Regions from separate parts of the Rattus norvegicus genome. Here region 1 is linked to region 2. Evidence: chromatin contacts called from public Hi-C data. All regions are on one chromosome and are shown on one strand. Each heading gives the region's core, a stretch centred on a gene start, on an enhancer-like site or on the middle of the called end of the contact. The rest is flanking DNA. Distances are from core to core; before and after follow the strand shown. Region 1 overlaps Vgll4 (vestigial-like family member 4). Region 2 overlaps Atg7 (autophagy related 7).

The links. A called contact is a pair of places that touch in the nucleus more often than the background predicts.
Region 1: a contact with region 2 is called in a Hi-C map of the A7r5 cell line, with 2.9 times the contacts expected there. The contact joins two enhancer-like sites. A contact is called at or near these places in 3 of 12 Hi-C or Micro-C datasets (the A7r5 cell line, Schwann cells and frontal cortex) and 1 of 1 datasets of contacts at active chromatin or transcription factors (oligodendrocytes).

What each region holds. Positions count from the first base shown.
Region 1 is chr4:149,627,048-149,631,117 of GRCr8, forward strand. It overlaps Vgll4 (vestigial-like family member 4), which reads right to left. Exons shown (of 5, transcript NM_001015004.2): 2 at 651-840. Among named protein-coding and RNA genes, the nearest start is that of Vgll4, 32 kb to the right of the region's middle. Within about 2 kb of position 2,479, at least 55 of the 93 cell types and tissues checked have an H3K27ac peak or open chromatin away from gene starts, as enhancers often do. A contact at or near this core is called in the A7r5 cell line, where this site is marked.
Region 2 is chr4:149,471,594-149,475,375 of GRCr8, forward strand. All of the region lies in intron 16 of Atg7 (autophagy related 7), which reads left to right. Among named protein-coding and RNA genes, the nearest start is that of Atg7, 54 kb to the left of the region's middle. Within about 2 kb of position 1,633, at least 12 of the 93 cell types and tissues checked have an H3K27ac peak or open chromatin away from gene starts, as enhancers often do. A contact at or near this core is called in the A7r5 cell line, where this site is marked.

The DNA.
Region 1 (4,070 bases), core at 1,229-3,728, 160 kb after region 2:
CCTGTAACCCAGTTCCAGTGACTCTGGGACCCTCATATCGACATACACGCAGGCAACACACCAACGCACATAAAAATAAATAAAACCTTTTAAAAAAGTAAAAGAAAGAAAAGAGGGGTTTTTGTTTTGTTTTTTAAAGAAGAAGACAACGAGAGACAGGAAGACACTGGGGCATGCAATCTACAAGGATCCGCCCGGTTCTCTGTTACCCAGGGGGCCTTCTCACCACGTCTCCAGGCTACCTCCAGTTGCAGGTCACAACACCGTGCAATACTGGGCACCCATGCAACAACCTTCCCTCGGGTACTCAGACACCCAGTATCAATTTGCATAATGGCCAGCAGAGGAAACTGGCAAGTAAAAGCCAAGTTTTCCAAACAGTACCCATAGCTCACCTTAAGGGCTGCTGCCCTCCAGCGTGAGAGGTTGTTGGAATTGGGAGGAAATAAGATTTCATCTCTGCACCAGTCATTAAAGTCAGCTCGACACTTTTCTGGCATATAAACACCACCTATCTTTTATAAACAATGTCTTCCATCAATAACTCACGAAATCATAATGATGTGATGATAGGCAGAAAGGTGAAAGGTGAAAGGTGAAAACACAGCCCAGCCCAGAGCAAGCAAGATCCCTAAGAGGGTCGAACTTACAAATGGGGGCTGAAGATTCGGCTCATCTTGGAGACGTGGTCATTTTCACAGTCCAAGTCCTTGTCCCCGTGTTCCAGGCTGAATTTCCTCTTGCTGGGGCTGATGGGAGGCGGACCTGTGCGGTGGCTGCTAAGAGCTGAGGCCACCGGGAGGGTCTGCATTCTGGGTTCTCCCCTGAGGGAAGCTTCACCTATGCAAAGAGAATTAAAATGTTATCACCAGGTGGGAGGAGGGCACCATTGTGGTCTCTGCAGTCCCCCTGGCTCCCTGGCACTCCGCCCGGCCCCTTGCAAAACTCTCTGTGGAAAGTTTTGGCAATACAGCAGGCAGCCTGCCATTCTCAGAACATGGTCTGGGCATGCAGCCACTGCCAAGCAGGGGACATCTGACATCAACAAGGTTTGCCAGCACTAGCTCTTTAGGGTAGAGTTTAAAACGAAAAGTTGCTATAAACAGCAGAGAGAGGAAAACTGATCGTGAGCAGTCCCCAAAGGGAAGTTAAAACTCGGAGGACGCTTCGATTCTCAGGAGTTCAACCCCATGCCTTTATAAGAAAGCGCACGAAACTACTGCTGACGTGCTGACGTTGCTGTTTTTATTACATTTTTTGAAGTGTGTGTGTGTGTGTGTGTGTGTGTGTGTGTGTGTGTGTGTGTGTACACAATGCCCATGGAGGCCAGAAGAATTGTTGGATCCCCTGGAGCTGGAGTTACAGGCAGTTGTGAACTACCCAACATGGACGCTGCGAACGGAAACCAGGCTCTCTGGAAGAGCAGCAAGTGCTCTTAACCACTGAGCCACCTCTCCAGTCCCAAGCTGCAACTCTGAAAATGTTTCACAGTTAGGTGCTTGCAAGGGCTGTGACACAGATCTGCTTGGACAGTCAAGTCTGACATTTTGGGCTGTTGTCAGGGGTGTTGAGCTGAGAGACAAATTTGTACCTGCTTGTAAGTCAAGACAGTACTGACCTTTCAAACACTAAGGAGTTTGTATCTTCTAAAACTTATAACAGGAGTTATAATTACTTCGAGTGAAAACTCCCAACATTCTAAGTCCTAAGGGAGCTAACTCAAACAGAGAAAGACCTCTGTTGGGCAGTTGCTCACTGGCTTCTGGGGCCTGACCAATCTCATTTCCACCGGTCACAATTAAGAGTCATATTAGCATGAAGTCAATTCCATGTGAGGCACTGCGGTACCCAAGAAAAGCCACCTTTGTGACCACTTGCTTCCCTTCAGATCATCATTGATGCCCAGCGGCCGTCAAACAGGCGTCAGCTTCACATACAGGCAACAAATGTGATTTTGTTAGTGGGAAGGAGGGAGGGAAAGACCTTCTGGGTATCCACCAGGAAAAATAAAAACCCTGCCAGTTTAGACAGCAAGATATAAACTCGCAAATATACAGCGACCTGTAATACACCCCAGCGGGATTTCTCGTACGGCTTCTGGCCACAGGGCACACTGGAACTTTCTATACAGCATGGAGTAGCTCAGCATGGCTCCTGTACTGGCCTGCCACAGTCACAGCTGCTGGCTGACTTGGATAGGGCTTGGCTTCCTTTCCGCTAACCTTTGGTTAAGCAGTGTTCATCCTCAGACCTTGAGAAGGTGTAAGATTTCTTCCCTCCCTGGCCTCTTGTTCCTCTCCCAGCCCTGTTTCTTGGACTTCCTCCTCTACAGAGCAGAGATGCCTCTTTAAGACTCTGTGAGCAGAGGAAGAACTCCATGAAGCCTGAGGAAGTCAGGAAGTCACTACCCCTGCAGACCAACCCACGTAAAAACAGCCTACACCATACACTGTGTGCCCAGGGTTTCCCAACACTCCTGGCAGGAGTCACGGAGTTGGGAGGACACGGGCTCAGCATGGACCCCAGAGTTTCAGGAGCCATTTCATCAGCTGCCTGCTGGGGCAACAGACATTGCTATGGAAACAATCACCACAGCAACAAGTTCCAAGGGGTCCAAAATAGGAGCCGTCATTCAGGACAGCAGCTATGGGGCGGCTCAGCCCCAGAACAGAAACCACCCACAAGCCCCATTACTTGGGAAGGTACCCACAAAGAAGCCAGTTACTCAGTGGCTACACTGCGCATGCTTGACGGAGGAAACCCTCCACTCCATACCCCCAGGCCATCGCAGAAAGCAACAATGATGGTGCTTCCTCCATTTGAAGTTCACATGCAAAGAGTAGCCGAGCTTCGGTGAGGCTAGCGCAGAGGAAGAAAAGTCCACAGGAGATTTTCCAGGAGTGGAGTGGGGACAAAGGACTCTGAAGGGCCTGCAGAGTCGCTTGTGGATGAGGGTGTGAGCCCCATATAGCACAGGGCACCTCTGAGCACTCCTGAAGTCTCCTTACGCACATGACTAGGGTGAAGGGAATGGCTTGTTCAGGTGAGCTGCAGAGAGGAAGTATGTCCTCTGCCAGTCAAACACCTCCCTAACACAGGACTAAAGGGCGGGCAACAATCCTCAGTGGTGACCAGGTTTGGTCCTTGATACCCTCTACTCATCCCCATCCCAAGGGAAGCCGTCGAATGCTTATACTTTAAAGCCTGTTTGCTACACTCTTGTATGTGGCAGAGCAAGGTTGGAATGATTTCAGCAGGGTCTCGGGACACAGCATCCACCTTCCTAGGACATACCTGAGTTCTGTCACTAGCACTGTTACTGAAGAAAACTCCAGACACATGCTCTATACCTGCTACTTACACTCATAGCAGCATTGCAGGACAGAAGCACTTGGTAAACATCAATTACAAATAAGCAAGACTTTCTCTTGGCCTAGGATGTCAGAAGTATTAGCATATATTTAAGGAAAAAATTAATAGAAAGGAAAAGCTGGAGGCCAAACACTGCCCTAGGGCAGGCACAGAGGGCCTTGGGCACCAGCCCCAGCACCAAATGCACATACGCACATGTGCAGGGCATGGGGGGGGGACGATGAAGCTATGATGTCACACGTGTGCAATCAATGCCAAAGTCACGTTGGAACTTGCGGATGGGGGAGACCAGCACACCACCGCCTCTGAAATCCTGCACGTGGAGGATTCTAAGACTTCACTTTCTAAACACAGTGATGATAGCCAGACTTGCTACCAGCCAGCTGCTCCTTTCTCGCCTTTTACAGTCAACAAAACACAGAACTTAACTTTCAAAATAGAAGCATGTATTCGCCTCCTTGCTTGCTGGTTGAGATGGGGTCTCACTGTGTGGCCCAGGATGGCCTCAAACCCATCTTCTGCCTGCCATAGCCTCTGCACGCTGGGACTACAGAAGTTTGCCGCCGCAGCCTGCCACGCTAGCCTTCAACGACAAACGTTCAACCCGCCCCACAGCTTCTTGTTCTCCTTCCCGTCACCCACGCGCCCTCCACCATGTTTGAACCTAAAGTCAAAACATCAAACCACCGCTTCCTACG
Region 2 (3,782 bases), core at 383-2,882:
AACAGCAAGCAGAGATGAGGGGCCTGGATTGGGAGGCCGGAACAAGGTCCCTTCCTCTTTGATCTTTCCAGCAGCTCTAAAAATAGAGTGGGGCTGCTGTCCATTGTAATGGGAACCGGCTGATGTATCTCCGAATACACGGCGTCTCAGTGTTAAGAGGCTCTGAGTTATTCTCCATGTGCACTGTACGTGACAGCCAATTCCCTTTGGATGTCCCTTTAAGCCAGTAGTTCTTAACCTCCTCATACTGCAACTCTTTAGTACAGTTCCTCATGTTATGATGACCACAACCATAAAATTATTTTTGTCACTACTTCATAACTATAATTTTCTACTGCTGTGAATTGTGATGTAAATATTTGATATGCAACCCCTGTGAAAGGGTCATTCGTCCTCTCCAAAAGGGGTCGCAACCCTCTGGTTGAGAACCCCCACTCTATGCCTTCAAGCTCCCCTTTTCCAATTCCTACTTGGGGAGCTATCAGAGTAGCTTGTGGGGCTTACTCATCCTAAGCAAGCATTTCTCTGAGAACACATTGTTGTGCCTCCTGCAATGGGTGGAGCTGAGGGAATTGAATTCTAGGAAAAGTCTACTCAGAGTAGCTTCTGTCCTCAGCTGTTTGCCTAAACCGTGGAATCTGGGATCGATAAGCCATAGTGATGAATTTGGTTAAATCTAGGCACTCCCAAGTGGAGAGTGGTTTGTTTTCCTTTCTGCTCTGAGAGTAAACTAAGCCTGCTTTATTGTTGGGCATCTCAAGTGCCTGGTGGAGATTTAAACCTTATAATTTGTGGGTAAATGACCTCTGAGCCTATTCTTCTTGCTGTTTCTCAAGGTATCCTATTCCTCTCTGGCAGGACCCTGAAGGTGGTGATGCGCACATCTGTCCTCAGAGACAGGGTCTCACGACCGTGTGCTCCTCAGTGGAAATGACTTCTGTCTGTCCATCTTTCCATGGTACAGCTGAACTAATTGGTCTCCAAATAACTTGGCAGGATTATTTTCAAACTGAAATCCTTTGGTGCCCATGCCAGCAGCGTCTGTGGCTTTATGTAGGTCTAGCTCATCAATGAAATGAAGATAATTGTGTTCTCCGAGAAACGTGAGCATTTGCTTTCCTGCTCTGTTTCTAATTAAATCAGCCCATAAGATGCTGTCCATAAAGAAACCCAGGCGTACCTCAGGCTGCCCCTCCTTTTTCTTTAAGAGAGAATAGCTTTTTGTTTCCTTGTCCTCCCTCCTTGGAAGTCTCAGATTAAACACAGGTATGGTGTTTTTGTTACCAGAGTTATTTCCTGTCAGTGGCCATTCAGAGTCCTGCATTACACAAACTTGCCAGGCGAGTTAATACAAACTGACGTGGATTTTCACAGCTGCGCTGTTCCCATAGCGATCACTTTTCTTGTGGTCTGGATATTGGGTTTCCTTTGTGCCGAGAAGGTTGCACCTCTTTCCAGGAGAAGCCCCTCATTTACTTTCTTGGCCCCCTTCCCTGTCATCTGCATCATCTGCAGACCGAGTGTTGATCCTCCGATATGACAATCCCAATTACGCCGAATCGCTCTATGAGAGTGCTGGCTTATGCTTAACGCTTGCTTACTCAGCAGGATGTTTTTTATACTGAGTCATGTCTGAGTTGCTGCTGTTTGAATCAAAATTCTTTGGAGCTAAGAGTGAGTTCTACACATTTTTCCTTTGATATTCATGAAGTCATTTTTTAAAAATTTTTCCTCAGTCTTAAGAATTTCATACATGTAGAATGACACATTATCATATCTTCCTGTTACCCCTCGTCAACTCCCCTTAAACCATCCCCCAACACTACCTTTCCCAACTACATGCCCTCAGCCATAGTAACCTACTCACTCCTATTAGCACTTCCTATGGGTGTGGGGAAGGAACTTGGGAAATCAGAGGCCACACATTCAAGAGAGAATAATTCTCCCTTCCCCAGCAGCTGCCAGCTGCCAGTAGCTTCCCAGTAAAAGTTGGGGGCCTGGGTCATGCCTCACCTATCTGTGCTGGGATTTTGACTGGATTTGTCTTCACCCAGGACTCCGGCAGGTATCCATAATTTCTCCAAGTTCATGAGTGAGACACCATGTCAAGTCCAGAACTTTGAATTTCAGGGCTCTCCTCATCCTCCAGTCCTTTGTGCCTCCTGTCCTGCCATCTTCCCCAGCCATTGTGGAAGTGGTGTTTAGAAGCATGACCCACTGAGGACTAAACCTCTGTCTCTTGTTCCTGTGAAGTGATGTTTTCCTTTGGTGGTTTCCAGTATCTGTCTCCTCCACCCCCACCCAGAAGAGAGGCTCACTCTACTCCTGCTTGGTTTAGCTTCAGTATAGGAAGTGGCTGGAGGAGCAGGACACTCTGGGATAGTGAGCCTTCTGTTTATTAAACAGTGATGCTGATGGTGTAACCCTCATCGTGTTGCCAGAGCCTGGGACAGGGCTGGTGAACTGTTGCCTTCACACATGTGCAGGGAGGTGTGGGTGCTGAGGGGTGCTTTCATTTTAACGTCTACTTCGTCACCTGACAGAGCATCTGCTGTCAGAAGTTGAAGAGGCCTTTTTGATACATGTACAAGTTACTGTTCAGTTCTAGAGTGTGGTGAACGTCTGTCAGGCCAACAAGTGTGATTGTGAACCAGAAATCTAGAAAAGCTGTCCCAGAATGCATTGAGGCAATTTATTAGCAGCAGTCAGTCTCTTAATTTCTTTATCTCTTATTTCTAATTAAGATTTTCCTTTTTAGTAACTTTGTATTTTGGTACAAATTTTTAAAGATTTATATTTTAAATTAAACGTGTGGACATAGGAGAGTGTAGAGCCTACAGGGACCAGAAGTATCGGTCCCTGGAACTTCAACTTCAGGCAGTTGTGAGCAGCCTGATGTGTGTGCTGGGAACTGAACTTGGGTCCTCTGCAAGAACAGGCAGTGACCTTAACCACTGAGCATCTCTCCAGTCCTTCTGATACACTTTCAAACTTGGTGACACTGGGGCGGAGAGATGGCTCAGCAGTTAAGAGTGTTGCTCTTGCAGAGGATCTGGGTTCAATTCCCAGCACCCATGTGGTGGCTTGTAAGTCAAATTCCATAGAAACCTCATAACTGCATAAAGGTCCAGTCTGATCCTGAAGTGAGTCTGTCACTTCCGGTGGCTGGTAAGTCCGTTCCCTCTCTGGCCTCTGTGGGCACCAGACACAATATACAGTCAGGCGATACTCCCATACATACATACATACATACATACATACATACATACATCTTAGAGAGAGAGAGAGAGAGAGAGAGAGAGAGAGAGAGAGAGAGAGATACAGAAAACTGCAGAGTCTACTCTATGTGGCCTTTAGCAGAGACTCCCAGGTTTCTACCTTCCTCCCCTCTGCTGTCCCGCCTCCTCAGCTCCGCCCCTTCTGGTTCCTTTGTTGAGTTTTCCAGAGTCAACAGGGAACTGTTCTTTCTCAACTAAACATTTCCCTGTGAATTTCCTAAGAACAAAGACCTGCTCTCACCAACACAGCACACAGGAAACAGGCGTTCAGTGTTAACAGCCACTGTACCTGACCCAAAGGCTCTATTTCAGACATTGTCTCTGTCCTGGAATGTTCTTCACAGACTTTACGTCTTTCTCCTTCTGAATGAGGACTTACTTCAGGATCAGACCAGACCTCTATGTAGTTATGTTTCTTCTGATCTCCCTCATTCTGGGAGAGGTCTCTAAACTCTCCTTTTTCCTGTCCATGCCCTTTTGAGGCGTTGTCTGTTAATTTATAGA